Linked DNA regions of Mus musculus: region 1 is linked to region 2. Evidence: chromatin contacts called from public ChIA-PET data. All regions are on one chromosome and are shown on one strand. The core of a region is the stretch at or near the end of the contact, and the rest is flanking DNA. Distances in the headings are between cores, read along the strand shown. Region 1 overlaps Adam19 (a disintegrin and metallopeptidase domain 19 (meltrin beta)). Region 2 has its middle 12 kb from the start of F630206G17Rik.

Region 1 (6,145 bases), core at 1,970-4,469, 320 kb before region 2:
TGGTTACAGGATCGCTGAGACGCTATTGCTGGTGAGTTAGGAGCTGGACACAGGACTCTACTGTGTCCCTAGAATCCTTCCCTCCAGGAAAGGCTAGTGTTTGGCTTTCACCTGTTACATACCAGTGGCCTCTTTCCACAGCTGTTGAGGGCAGAGAAAAAAAAATACAAGGCTGTGAACTTTTCATCTAGTAATTCCACAGCAATCAACTCTGCCTTTTAAGCCCTGAAAGTTTAATTTTTAACATTTGTTTGTTTGTTTGTTTATGGTTTTTAGAGACAAGGTTTCTCTGTGTAGCCCTGGCTATTCTGGAAACTCACTTTGTAGAGCAGGCTGGCCTTGAGCTCAGAGACCTGCCTCTGCCTCCCCAGTGCTGGGATTAAAGGTATGTATCACCACCGCCCAGTTTGAAAGTTTCTAATTTCTATTTGTTATCGGATGAACCATCTCTCCAGCCTGAGATCTAGGATCCGTGAACCTCTCGCTGGCCAAGAAAGCCTTCAAAGTTCTACAGGTCCTGAAGTGGTTATCAGAGTCTCAAAGAGACAAGAGACCCCAGGGCTGGGACTGTCAGCCACTGGCAAACATGCAACCTTAGTTCTACCCACCAGGACTGCCCCTTAAAAGGAGGCACATGACCAAACACGTCAAAGCTTTGCTTGTGGAGAGGAGCTGCCATTGCAAAGTTTTGTTCTCTGCCTTTTGTGCTAGAACTTGCTTTCGCATAGAATACTTCACGGTCTGAGAATACCCCATGAGTGCAGCTCAAACTTCTGTGAATTTCCTAAGTGCATGGTTGAAACAACCCGACTGAAGAAGTATAACTATTCGTAGTCTCCCTAGAAACATCCCGATCCACTTCAACATCTAAGTCAAAGAATCCCCGGGCTTTCACCCAGAGGGAACACATCCTTGATGCCTTTTAAACTGGGCTCTCCCTTGCTCAGTGTGCCTCAAAACCCACTTCATTTGTGAGAAAGGTCAGGGGGTCAGAGCCAGGCGCATGTCTGTTTCCAGCCATCTGCTTCCATGTGACTTTTACATGGGCAGGGGCACAAGATGTCATTTTTGAAACATGATTTCCATCAGAAAACTATAAACATAACTGAAAGCCACTGACTTAAGCCAGTGCTTGTAGTTTATAAATTAAAACAGAGAAAAACAAAAGGCCCCCAAACACTCACACAAACCAACAAAAGACAAAAACCTGACCCAAGAAGCTGAGTTGTTTGCCTCTGGTTGATAGCTCAGGGTCCCAAATCAGCAACAAGAGCTCAGGTGTGTGTGACTTCTTGCCCTGCAGACTGTCTGAGGTGCAGCAATCTCCCCCAGAAAGTACACACCTGGTCTCACCTTATCAACATAGTTGGCAATCTCCATGAGCTTGCGTTTGGTGGCATCCTGGTCATGTCGATTCTTCTGAAACTAAACAGGACAAACAGAACCAGGTGAGACAGACCCCTCCACAGCTCTCACCCAAGGGTCTTCCGTGTGCAGTCATTTTTCAGTAATAGCCCTTCCCATGGCTCTCAGCAGGAAGAACCTGAGTGAGATCTATCTTGGCTACCTCCATCTCCCAGGGCAAGGAAGCAACCAGAGCAGATGTGATTATCTTCTTCCAGCCCCTTCAGGTAGTTATTTTCCTGACTTTATATTACAATGCTTCCGGTTAGCTCACTGATCAATCAGAGGAGGGAATGGTCTCTTTGCTTTGCTCATCAACCCAATAGGAAGCCACCATCACACATCTTATAAGGCTTTCTCCTACATGTGGTCAGTTGTCACTGATCTAATGGTTGCTAAACTGCTCTATGGACAAGCTGTGGTGCTTAGCACAAAAGGGGCATATGGATGTCAGGTCTTGATGACACCCTACAAGAGCTTCAGTCACAGTGGAGGGAGAGCCAGAAATAACCATAACAACAAATCCTCTACTTAAGAAAGAAGGACACAATTTAAAAGAGCTAAGAAGCCGGGTGTGGTGGCGCACGCCTTTAATCCCAGCACTCGGGAGGCAGAGGCAGGCGGATTTCTGAGTTCGAGGCCAGCCTGGTCTACAAAGTGAGTTCCAGGACAGTCAGGGCTACACAGAGAAACCCTGTCTCGAAAAACCAAACCAAAAAAAAAAAAAAAAAGAGCTAAGAAACTCACTGAGAACCTACACGGACTAACTGCAGTGGGGGGGGGGCATGCAAATGTCACATAGGGGGTGCTGCCAACAGGGCCATGTGGCATCAACATGGTTTTGCCTTCCACATGATTCCAAGAGGCAGTGCCTTCTTTGGTGAGAAAGACTCTTTGACTTCATCATCACTGTGAAATCAGACATCGATAATGGGGCATAGGAGAGAAGAGTGTGCTGAACTTGATTAGAATGTCTGCCTAAAGCCCCATTAGGAGGCTTTGTATTACCACTTCTGTCTGAAAAGGACAGACCTCTTTCACCTTCAATAATGAAGTAGGGAAATTGTCAGGATGGGAAGACGAAAAGATTTTAGAACTGTAACCTCCCCCTGCCCTAAAGGATAGACATGCCCTGTGTGCTGTCATTTTGACCCAGAATCTGGATAGCTAGTGAAGGTATTGTTAGGTGGGTATTCCTTATTCAAGCCGTTACAGGTTTCCTCCTCCAGCTCTTCCAGAATACCCAAATGAGGTGCCCTAGAGTATTGGTTTGGCAAGGGCTGACTCCCAGCTCTGGTACACCACTTCCTCCCTCTTGTATTAATTCTGCAACAGTCCTTGACTTCTTTGGAACTGACACTCACCAGAAAAGAACTCCTTTGCTACCCTTATCTCCTACAGAGGTAAATTCTAGAACCCTGTTGCATAGACCTTTGCAAACTGTTTAATCTAGAAGTTTCTATTACCAAGACCTCCTGACTTCTAAACTAGTCCTGTGGCAAGAGTCTTTCCACTTATTTAGTAAACATTTATTACTGCATTGGGAAGAGATTTCTGGCTTCCAAATATATTAATCCTATCCTCAAACAGTAAGGCCCAGTGAGGCCACCATAGTTGAAACAGTGTGTCATGTTTTCCAGAAGACTCTGAAGCAGGAGTTGGTAAGCTTATTCTACAAAGCGCTACTGAGTAAACATGATGAGGCTTGGTAGACCACATGATCGTAGACCACAGCTGCTCAGTTCTGCCTTGGTGGAGCACAGCTACCCAGTTCTCCTTGGTTGCTTAGAAGCTTCCAGGATACCATAAATCAAATGGTATGGCCCTGCTCCAGAATAATACTCATAGGAACATGTGATAGGTTCACATGGGCTGTAGTTTACAACCTCCAGTCTTAAAAAATATGTGCTTCAGTGTTACCCTTTCTGAGGCAACCCCGGTCATATAACACGGTAGGCCAGCCTTTCCCAGATATCTTACATCCTGCTGGTACCACCAAAGTTCTTTACAGCCCTATGTCTAAACCCATTCTTTCCCCTCCCCCAACGTAAGCCCCCCTCTTTGCTCCCATTGCATTCTATTTCACTTAATAAATGAGGGAATGTGCCAGGATCCACCCAAGCAGCTCTCTCACACGCCTCCTTGCCTACAGAATGGACATGCTGAGAATCATCCCAGAAGCTCCCACCTCGATCTTGGCCCAGGCAGAGAGCCACTGCTTGCTTGCTTGCTTGCTTGCTTGCTTGCTTACTGCTGACAGCTCTCTCTAGATGCCAATAGCACAACCTCACTGCCCAGAGCTTGCTTTCCCACTCGAAGCATCCCTCTGGCTGCTGTGAGTTCCGAGCCCGGAGATAGCGGCTGTGTCTCAGCACTGGGGGATAAATCACAAATACTACATCCTTCCCTTGATTCATCTTCCTGCATGCTCAGATTAACGACCAGGAATATATTTCTGCCAGCAGATTCTGGGCTGCAAATCTTGCCTGGCCTGATCCAACCCTGACATGAATCATTCAAAGCCTACAGCTGAGAGATGTTCATGACACTGAGAACTGAGAGATCCCTGACTCAGCAAGAGGTACGAGTCATGGGGGTGACTTGTAGCTAAGGGGGTGAGGATGTCTATGTGACTGACTGGTGCTTTTTAAGGGGTGCTTCACTCCCCTGCATCAGTAAGATCCTCTGGGTGGTCCCACAGCCATGGTGGCACACCTTCAAACAGAGCCTTTTCTTGCCTGGTTTGCTGGGAGTCTAGCTACCCAGCAACAGACCACTCCCCAACTCCTCCTCTTCTATGCCTGCTGGAGACTCACAGGTTAAGTGGCTTGTAAAACCCTGCACCAAGGACCCACTGGGCAAAAGAATAATACTCCTCCCTTAAACTGGAGCGGGGGGGGGGGGTTCTAAGTGCCTCACTCCATTGGAGTCTCAGGACATTTTATCTGAACAATCTTAGGAAAAATGACGAAAGACCTTGTATCAGACGATACAAGATATAAAGCTTAAATGGAGAACTCTCTGGGAGGAAAGACCTTGCTTTCCCCCAGGAACCTTCACAATACAGAGAGCCAAAGGTGCCGCTATGGGGTGGGGCTAAGTGGGTTACTTGGCTGGCTTTGAAGCCAACCTTTGTTGCTGCTCCCCCATCTACACATCAATCTGTAGAAAGAAAACAAAAACCCTAGAACCCACCCATTCCTGACTGCTGGGGGGTGGGGTGGGGGGAACAATGCCAACATCAGCTTAAGAAAGCTAAACTCTTTTGAAAGTAAACACAATGTTCCCTCCCAGGAAAGCCCTTCACCTCCACTTCGCTGCCCAGTGAACTCCTCCTGTCTTTAAGAAAGAAGGCTAAAGATCCTTCTCTTCCGACCTCTAGCTCTGAAAATAAGCTCTCAAACCTGGGCTAGAACTCCCTCACCCGCTGGCATTGCTCCGACCCACGCTGTGGAGCTGCAAAGAAAGAGGCCACTGGGGAAGCTGGTAGCCCCAAGTAGAGAGGACAGGAGACCATGATACAGTGATGAGCCCCCACCCCCACTTTCATGGAGTTTTGCAGTGCTCAGCCAGGGCACAGGAAAGAGTGTTTGGCTGTGGTCATGTCACCACACGGTATGGGACTTGAAGGTAATGCATGGTTAATGGAAATATGGGTGGTGGGTGCATGGAGGGCTTCCAGGAGGAAACAGAACTCCTGGACTCCAGGATAAGTCTCCATTCAAGCTTTCTTTACACGCCACCTGCCATCTTTGGCATCACCAGATCAGAGAGGGTCTACCAAGGCTCTAAACCACACCAGATCTGCTGTGTGCATTTTAAGCATCACCAAGGGCCCATTTCAGTGGCTCCCATGCCTAGAGCTACAAGGGTTTTGTGCTTCTACAGCAAAGTTCAGATTCAAGAGCAGCTCTGGCTCACGGCTGCATCCTGATGCCAAGCACTATGTTGGAACGGCACAGAAAAAATCAGGAAGTCGCCTGAAAAAGTGAGACAAATGACTGGGCCAGGTGGACAGGTGTCTGTGAAATCTTGGGGCCTGTCCAATTCGAGGAAAATGAGTCAAGGGACTATCCTGCTCTTTTAGGCCAGTGTTTCCCAAGCTTACCCGCTATGCATCAAAACCAATCCGATGTCTTATGAAACCATGGATTGTGGGACCCCCACCCTGATGATCTGGGGTTCGAGAGATCTGGAGTGAGGCTAAAAAATTTGCATTTTTTCACAGTTCCCAGGTGCCACAGATGCTGCTGCTCTGGGGACATTTAGGAAGCAGCAACATGGTTATAAAAATAGATACACATGTGAGAAGACTGTATCTGATCAGATGCGGCAGGCGCCTGATACCTTTGTAAAACAGAAGTCTACAGGATTCTCTGAAGGATTACAGACAGTCCTAAGAGAAAGCATCCAAACTGTAGGACCATGAGATCCAGTCTAAGCAAAGCCCGTGCTTCCGTGGCTGTCCTAGGAGTGCCTTTCCTTGGCTTTTTGCTGTTTTCTTTTTTTTTTCCTTACTGTTTAAAATGGCTAGAAGAGGGCTGGAGAGATGGCTCAGCCATTAAAGGCTAGGCGCACAGCCAAAAATAGAAAATGGCTAGATTTAAGGTCAGATTTAGGATCAAATTTATATGATAAACTAGAAAAAGATGAATGTGATGAGTTGGTGCTTTCAAGAGAGAAGGTTTGTCTGTTTGTTTCTTGTTTTTTGTTTTGTTTTCTGTTTGCTGAAATCCATTGC
Region 2 (6,245 bases), core at 3,144-5,643:
GGGGGGTGCAGGGAAGGCTAACTGGAACTTAATCTATTAGAAGACAAAAGGCCTTTGAAAGGTGAATTAACAATATTTATCTCGGCATCAGGTGAGTAGCTGGCAAGAGTTTTTGGATAATGAGGCCAAGGTTGAAACGAATTATCATATGGACCAGAGCGCTTCTCTGGGAGAAACCACTCATTAACTGTCTATGAGGCTTAGGCAAACAGAAGAGATGCCGTGAGCCTTGGTTCCTTAGTCTAAGACTGGCATCCCATTTGCGTGCCTCACAGGACTGTTATGAGGAGCAAATGGGAGGGGAAAAATAACGTGCTTTATAAAATCATGCTCTATAAAGATGATCTAGCGTTGCCTGATGACAGTATTTTAATGGTCAACATATTCCTCATGCATCCTTGTGCATCATCAGCTGGCTCTGTCTTGTTGGTAGAGGTTCAACCACACTGACTCAGTATTTTGATCTCCATTGACGAAGATGTATTTTGTATTATGAATACAGCCTATTCTGTGTGTGTGTGTGTGTGTGTGTGTGTGTTTGTGTGTACAACGTTCAGAAGTCAGTTCTCTTCTCCTATTGTGTGGGTCCTAGGGATGGAATTCACATTGTCTAGCTTGGCAGGGGTAGGTACCTCTAGCCACTGAGCTACTTCAGGAGTCCTAAGCCTTTTCATCTAAGGATTTTCTTACACAGTTGTGTGGTCTTAACCACTGCCTACTAGGGTGGGTTTTCCATCTTCTCCACATGAATACGTCCCAGGACGAGACACCTTTGAGCTTTATCTCTTTGCCTGATGGTTAGAAAAGTAGAAGTGGGGTAGCTTACTATCCACACACAGACTGTGTGACACACAGACCACTCTAATTTTCTGCTTTTTATGGGCACTGGGTATTGACCATTTCTTACTTACAGGAGCTGACTAAAGTGTTAGCCAGTGTCTGCCATGGCTGCTAAGTATTCAAAACAGGGCTGGTCTGCATTCAGGGGTTCTGTGCACACAGCAGACACACCAGATTGAAGATCTATATAAGGAGAACATATAAGAGAAGAATATAATAATTTTGTGATGTTGTTTAGCAGTTGAAATGTTTCAGGTAAATTAAAATGTGACTAAAATGAAATTTGCCTGCTTTTTAGCTTTTTGGGAGAAGGTACTAGGAAACATAGATTTCTATTTGTAACTCATGTTGATTTTTGCACTACACATTTTCAAATACTTCTTAAGATAGTTATATAGGCAGTAGAATATAGTAGCATTCTACAGGAATGGAGAAAGGGGTCTATGAATTTTGGCGATCACATCTTAAAGTGTGTGTTGGGGGGAACCAGCAAAAACATTACAAAAAGCCCAAAACCACCACCACTACCACCACCACCACCACCACCACCACCACCAAAAACCCAAACAGCACCAAGACAACAACATGAACAACCAACCTTAGGACCTCCCAGTTTATCTAGCTTGTTGGTTTATAAACATGCCTGTTTTAGGAACCACTAGAATCATACAGTATGATTATTTTTACAGACTTCCAGGTTCTACATTTTGGATTTGCTGGTTTCACAAGTCTGGGTGATACCTTGTGTTAGCTGTCGTTCATATTTATTTATTTATTCATTTATATCTATTTACTTAGCTTTGAGATAAGGACTCATTAAGTAGCTCTTGGTTGGTCTGGAACTCAGTACATGGACCAGGCTGGTTTGACCTCACAGTTCTGTTTAGGATTAAAGTGCTTAGGATCAAAGGCCTGTATCACCACCCATGGCCCTGGACATTGTGTTCTTAAAAATATCTTTTGAAATTGATATTCCCTTTTTTAAAAGATGTAGTTATTTTATGCATATGTATATCATGTGTGTACATTGCTCTAGGAGGCCAGAAAGAGGTTGTTGGGTCTCCTAGAACCAGAGTTATATATGGTAGGTTCCAGCTACCCCATAGGTGCTGGAACCCTAGCTTGTATTCTCTACAAGAGGAGCAACAACCCATAACTGCTTCACTGAACTATCTCTCTAGGCTCTGGACTATACATTTTTAATAGGCAGCCCAGTATTATAGAACACTAATCTAGTAATTAGATGAATAAATAAGTAGATAAATAAATCAATAATTAAAAACACATAGCCCAAAACCTAGGATACCCAAGATATAAGATACAATTTCCTAAACACATGAAACTCAAGAAAAATGAAGACTGAAGTGTGGACACTATGCCCCTCCTTAGAAGTGGGAACAAAACACCCTTGGAAGGAGTTACAGAGACAAAGTTTGGAGCTGAGATGAAAGGATGGACCTTGTAGAGACTGCCATATCCAGGGATCCACCCCATAATCAGCATCCAAACGCTGACACCATTGCATACACTAGCAAGATTTTATCGAAAGGACCCAGATGTAGCTGTCTCTTGTGAAACTATGCCGGGGCCTAGCAAACACAGAAGTGGATGCTCACAGTCAGCTAATGGATGGATCACAGGGCTCCCAATGGAGGAGCTAGAGAAAGTACCCAAGGAGCTAAAGGGATCTGCAACCCTATAGGTGGAACAACATTATGAACTAACCAGTACCCCGGAGCTCTTGACTCTAGCTGTATATGTATCAAAGATGGCCTAGTCGGCCATCACTGGAAAGAGAGGCCCATTGGACACGCAAACTTTATATGCCCCAGTACAGGGGAACGCCAGGGCCAAAAAGGGGGAGTGGGTAGGTTGGGGAGTGGGGGTGGGTGGGTATGGGGGACTTTTGGTATAGCATTGGAAATGTAAATGAGCTAAATACCTAATAAAAAATGGAAAAGGAAAAAAAAAACACACAATCTGGGTTTAGTGGCTGGGTATAGGCAAGGTGATCAAGAGTTTAAAAGTCACCAATTGGTGACACAACAAGTTCGAGGCCAGCCTGGGTTGTATGAATGAGACCCTGACTCAAAAAAAAAAAAAAAAGAAGAAGAAGAAGAAAGAAAGAAACAAAACAAAACAAAACAAACAAACAAAAAAAGAAAGTCAGACAAATGAACAAAACCAAACAGCCCAGTGGTTTCTGGTGTACAGCCAGGTTTGAGAACCCCTGCTAGATATGTATATATATATTTTAAAAAACATTTCCTGGCAGGGACTTTCCTGGGGAGACAAGTTGTTACTGGCAAAAGGCCACAGCACATGCTGGTCTGGGATTATATTTCATGTTACAGATCTCCAGAGGTTTTTTGTTCTGCTTGGCCTCAGAGACCTGAGGAACTTCTCAGAACTCAGGATGGGAAGGAGCCAGGCATGCTGGGAGAGTTTGGGTTTGGCTCAGCAGCCCCCTCTGCTGTCAGAATTCCAAGGTTCAGTTCAGCAGAGCCAGCAGGGGATCTGGGAGGGAAGTGAAAACAGTCGCCTATGGATGCTATGGATGCCAACGGTAACCATAGCAACGAAACCTGTTGGTACCTTGAGGGTCACAGGAAGAGAGATTGCAGACCGAGTCTTAGAGCCAAGGAAGCTGTGGAGGTCGTTTGTCCCCTGCAAGCTCCTCTAGAGAATTTGGACAAATTAATTCTTCCTGAACGTCAGTTTCCTCATCTGAGCAGGGGAATAATGAGCTGCTTGCTCTGTCAGCTTTCCACACTGGAGACTATGGCAGTCTTAGCAGAATACGGAGAGTGGAGAGTGCTTTTGTCTGGCAAATGCTGCCAGCCAGTGACTGAACCATGTGTTGAGGAAGCTTTGGTCTCTTAATTGAGGTGGATCAGCCAGTTAACAAAACAAAGGAGAGGTGTACTCAGCCACTTCCGAAAGAACAGAGTGGGCCATGTTTATAAGGGTAGTTGAGGTTGGTTTTGTGCCTGGATGAATTAAAGTCAGGAGACCGTGCTCTTATGATACATTCACTTTCTCATGTATTCAGCTATTTTTTCAAAGCTAATTTTTACAAGGAAAGATTTCATGTTCCATAGACTGGCCTCAAACTCATCTTGTAGCTAAAGATGGCCTTCTGATTCTTCTGCTTCTACTACCTGAGTGCTGGGCTTACAGGTGTGTGCTGAGAACCCACTTTGTAAAGTGCTGTTGATAGAACTCAGGCTATCATGCCCGTTAGGTAGGCAAAGTCTCTACCAACCAATGGAGCCTCCTCGACTGAGCACCTCTTGCATGGCTGAAACTGTGTGAGAAGGCATGCTAAGGCAAATTAGATGCTCTTGTTTTGCCTTTGGCTGTTGATGTATTTTGCAGGTTTCGGTTGCCAGAGATGCCTTCAGTTAGGTGTTATGGTATCTAAGACCTCAACTAGGGGACAGAATATTAACTGCTATAAGTTGGGAGTTGTTTATGTGTCAGGCACTTCTTGTGTACTATCTTGTTCAGTAATCAGAGCAGAGGAGGAAATAGAGCTGAGGTAAGAGAGCAGGAAGTGGTGGTGGTGTGTACATGCCTCTAGCCCACATGGAAAATTACTTGTTTTTGTGAAAGGCTATGAAGTTCTAGGGAAAATACATTTACTTGGGTGTGTTCATTAGCACTACCTATAATAGTGCAAGTAACTCCAAATAGACAAAATGTATAAGACCATAGCATAGCAGCACACTTTAAAGAAACTACTGTCTGAGTGGGTTTGTACATATGAATGCAGTGCCAGCAGAGGCCGGAAGAGGGCGGCAAATTCCCTTGGTATGTGCTATGGGTACTGGGAATCAAACTCTGGTCCTCTGCATGAGCAGCGTGCATCCTTAACTGTGAAGCCATCTCTAATTAGGCATGGAAGGTGGCACAGGGAGGGGAACAATTGCCCAGCGAGCTTGAGGACCTGAGTTTAAGTCCTACACAAAGCTGGGTGTGGTGGTACATGTATGTCTGTAATCCTGATATTCCTAGGGATAGAAACAGAAGAATTCCTGAATGCTTGTTGCCCATCTAGCCTGGCTTAAGCCACTGCAAACAAAAAAGAGACCCTTCATTCCTTAGAAGGCAAGGACCCAGGAGTGAGGTTGTTCTCTGGCTTCCACATGTATTGTGGCTTGTGCACACCCCATTACAAAAATCTGCAACTGCTCGAGCGCTCGCGCGCGCGCGCGCACACACACACACACACACACACACACACACACACACGGGATAAAACAGATAGAGACTATTACATCTGGCTTTAAGCAATGACAACGACAACAACAACAACACCACAATAGAAATGTGGGGTCCCGGGGACCAAACTCAGGACAAGCACTTGACCAACTGTGTTCCCTTCTACCACCCATCTGGAGTTTGATTATGACAATTTCTAAACATAGAAAGAACTTGAAAGTAGGTCACTGCCTGACGGCATCGAGCAGAGCAAGGAGCGTTGGCTGTGGGCTCTGAAGAAATGTTACTGTGAGACCAGATGTGAGAGCTAAAGGGCAAGGTCAGTAACAGCATGGAAGGAAAGTAAGACTTGTAGCTGGGGACGAGTCAAGCTGACCAGGTAAGAGAGAGGGCAGGCAGGTTCTGGGAAGGCAGTGTCTGCAGGCTATGGTTGGTGACTCCCATGAAGTGATGAATCACTCTTTTTGCCCTTATACATATCTTGTTTCTTATACAGCCCCGTGTAAGCTTTAAGTAAGATGATATCTAACAAGGGTATTCCAGGCCACTCCATAGATAAGTAGTGAGGGGGCTACTTATGATGCACTCAATAAAGTCTGCAGCTACAATCTTGGCAACTATGGTAAGAGTCAGTTCGAGGTCAAAGTAAATTTGCAAGCTGGTAAGAGGACGTGGTTTAGCTAAGGGCTAAGAGACCCTGGCAAAATCTATAGCTAGCAGTACTTCAAGGTTAGTGAGTGACGGGGCTGGCCATGTCTAATGGCCAGAACACAATGAAAGTCACTAGCTATCAAAATGAGTCAGAGAGGGAGTGAGGACATCAAGGCATGGCCATTCTCCCAATGACAGGAGCAGCATGTGTGCAGCACATGAGCCTGTCCCTGGTACAGGGGGTGGGGGCACAGGTCTTGAGCTTGTTGGCTCTCCATCCTCTCAATATTCAAGGTGCTCAGAGAATTAACCAATCTCAGTAGAAATCACCCCAGTCTGTTCATTTTCTACTGTAAGTCCTATAAAAATCCTTACACGAAGAAGCCCAGTGCAACCCATTTGTGCCCCACTCCATACTCCCCCCCACCCCCCATGTACCACAGGGGGTTTACTTTTCTCACCATCCTTCCTTGGTTCCATCTGGAGCTTTGCTTGGTTTCTGTCACCCTCAAAGCCTTTGTTAAATCTTC

What was found. ChIA-PET counts read pairs in DNA pulled down with a chosen protein or histone mark.
Region 1: a contact with region 2 is called in an RNA polymerase II ChIA-PET map of memory CD8 T cells, with 21 read pairs. The contact joins two enhancer-like sites. A contact is called at or near these places in 1 of 484 Hi-C or Micro-C datasets (B cells) and 1 of 115 datasets of contacts at active chromatin or transcription factors (memory CD8 T cells).

The regions. Positions count from the first base shown.
Region 1 is chr11:46,113,700-46,119,844 of GRCm38.p6, reverse strand. It overlaps Adam19 (a disintegrin and metallopeptidase domain 19 (meltrin beta)), which reads right to left. Exons shown (of 23, transcript NM_009616.4): 8 at 1,354-1,425. Among named protein-coding and RNA genes, the nearest start is that of Mir8100, 15 kb to the right of the region's middle. Within about 2 kb of position 3,219, at least 67 of the 459 cell types and tissues checked have an H3K27ac peak or open chromatin away from gene starts, as enhancers often do. A contact at or near this core is called in memory CD8 T cells, where this site is marked.
Region 2 is chr11:45,792,934-45,799,178 of GRCm38.p6, reverse strand. No RefSeq gene overlaps it. Among named protein-coding and RNA genes, the nearest start is that of F630206G17Rik, 12 kb to the left of the region's middle. Within about 2 kb of position 4,393, at least 59 of the 459 cell types and tissues checked have an H3K27ac peak or open chromatin away from gene starts, as enhancers often do. A contact at or near this core is called in memory CD8 T cells, where this site is marked.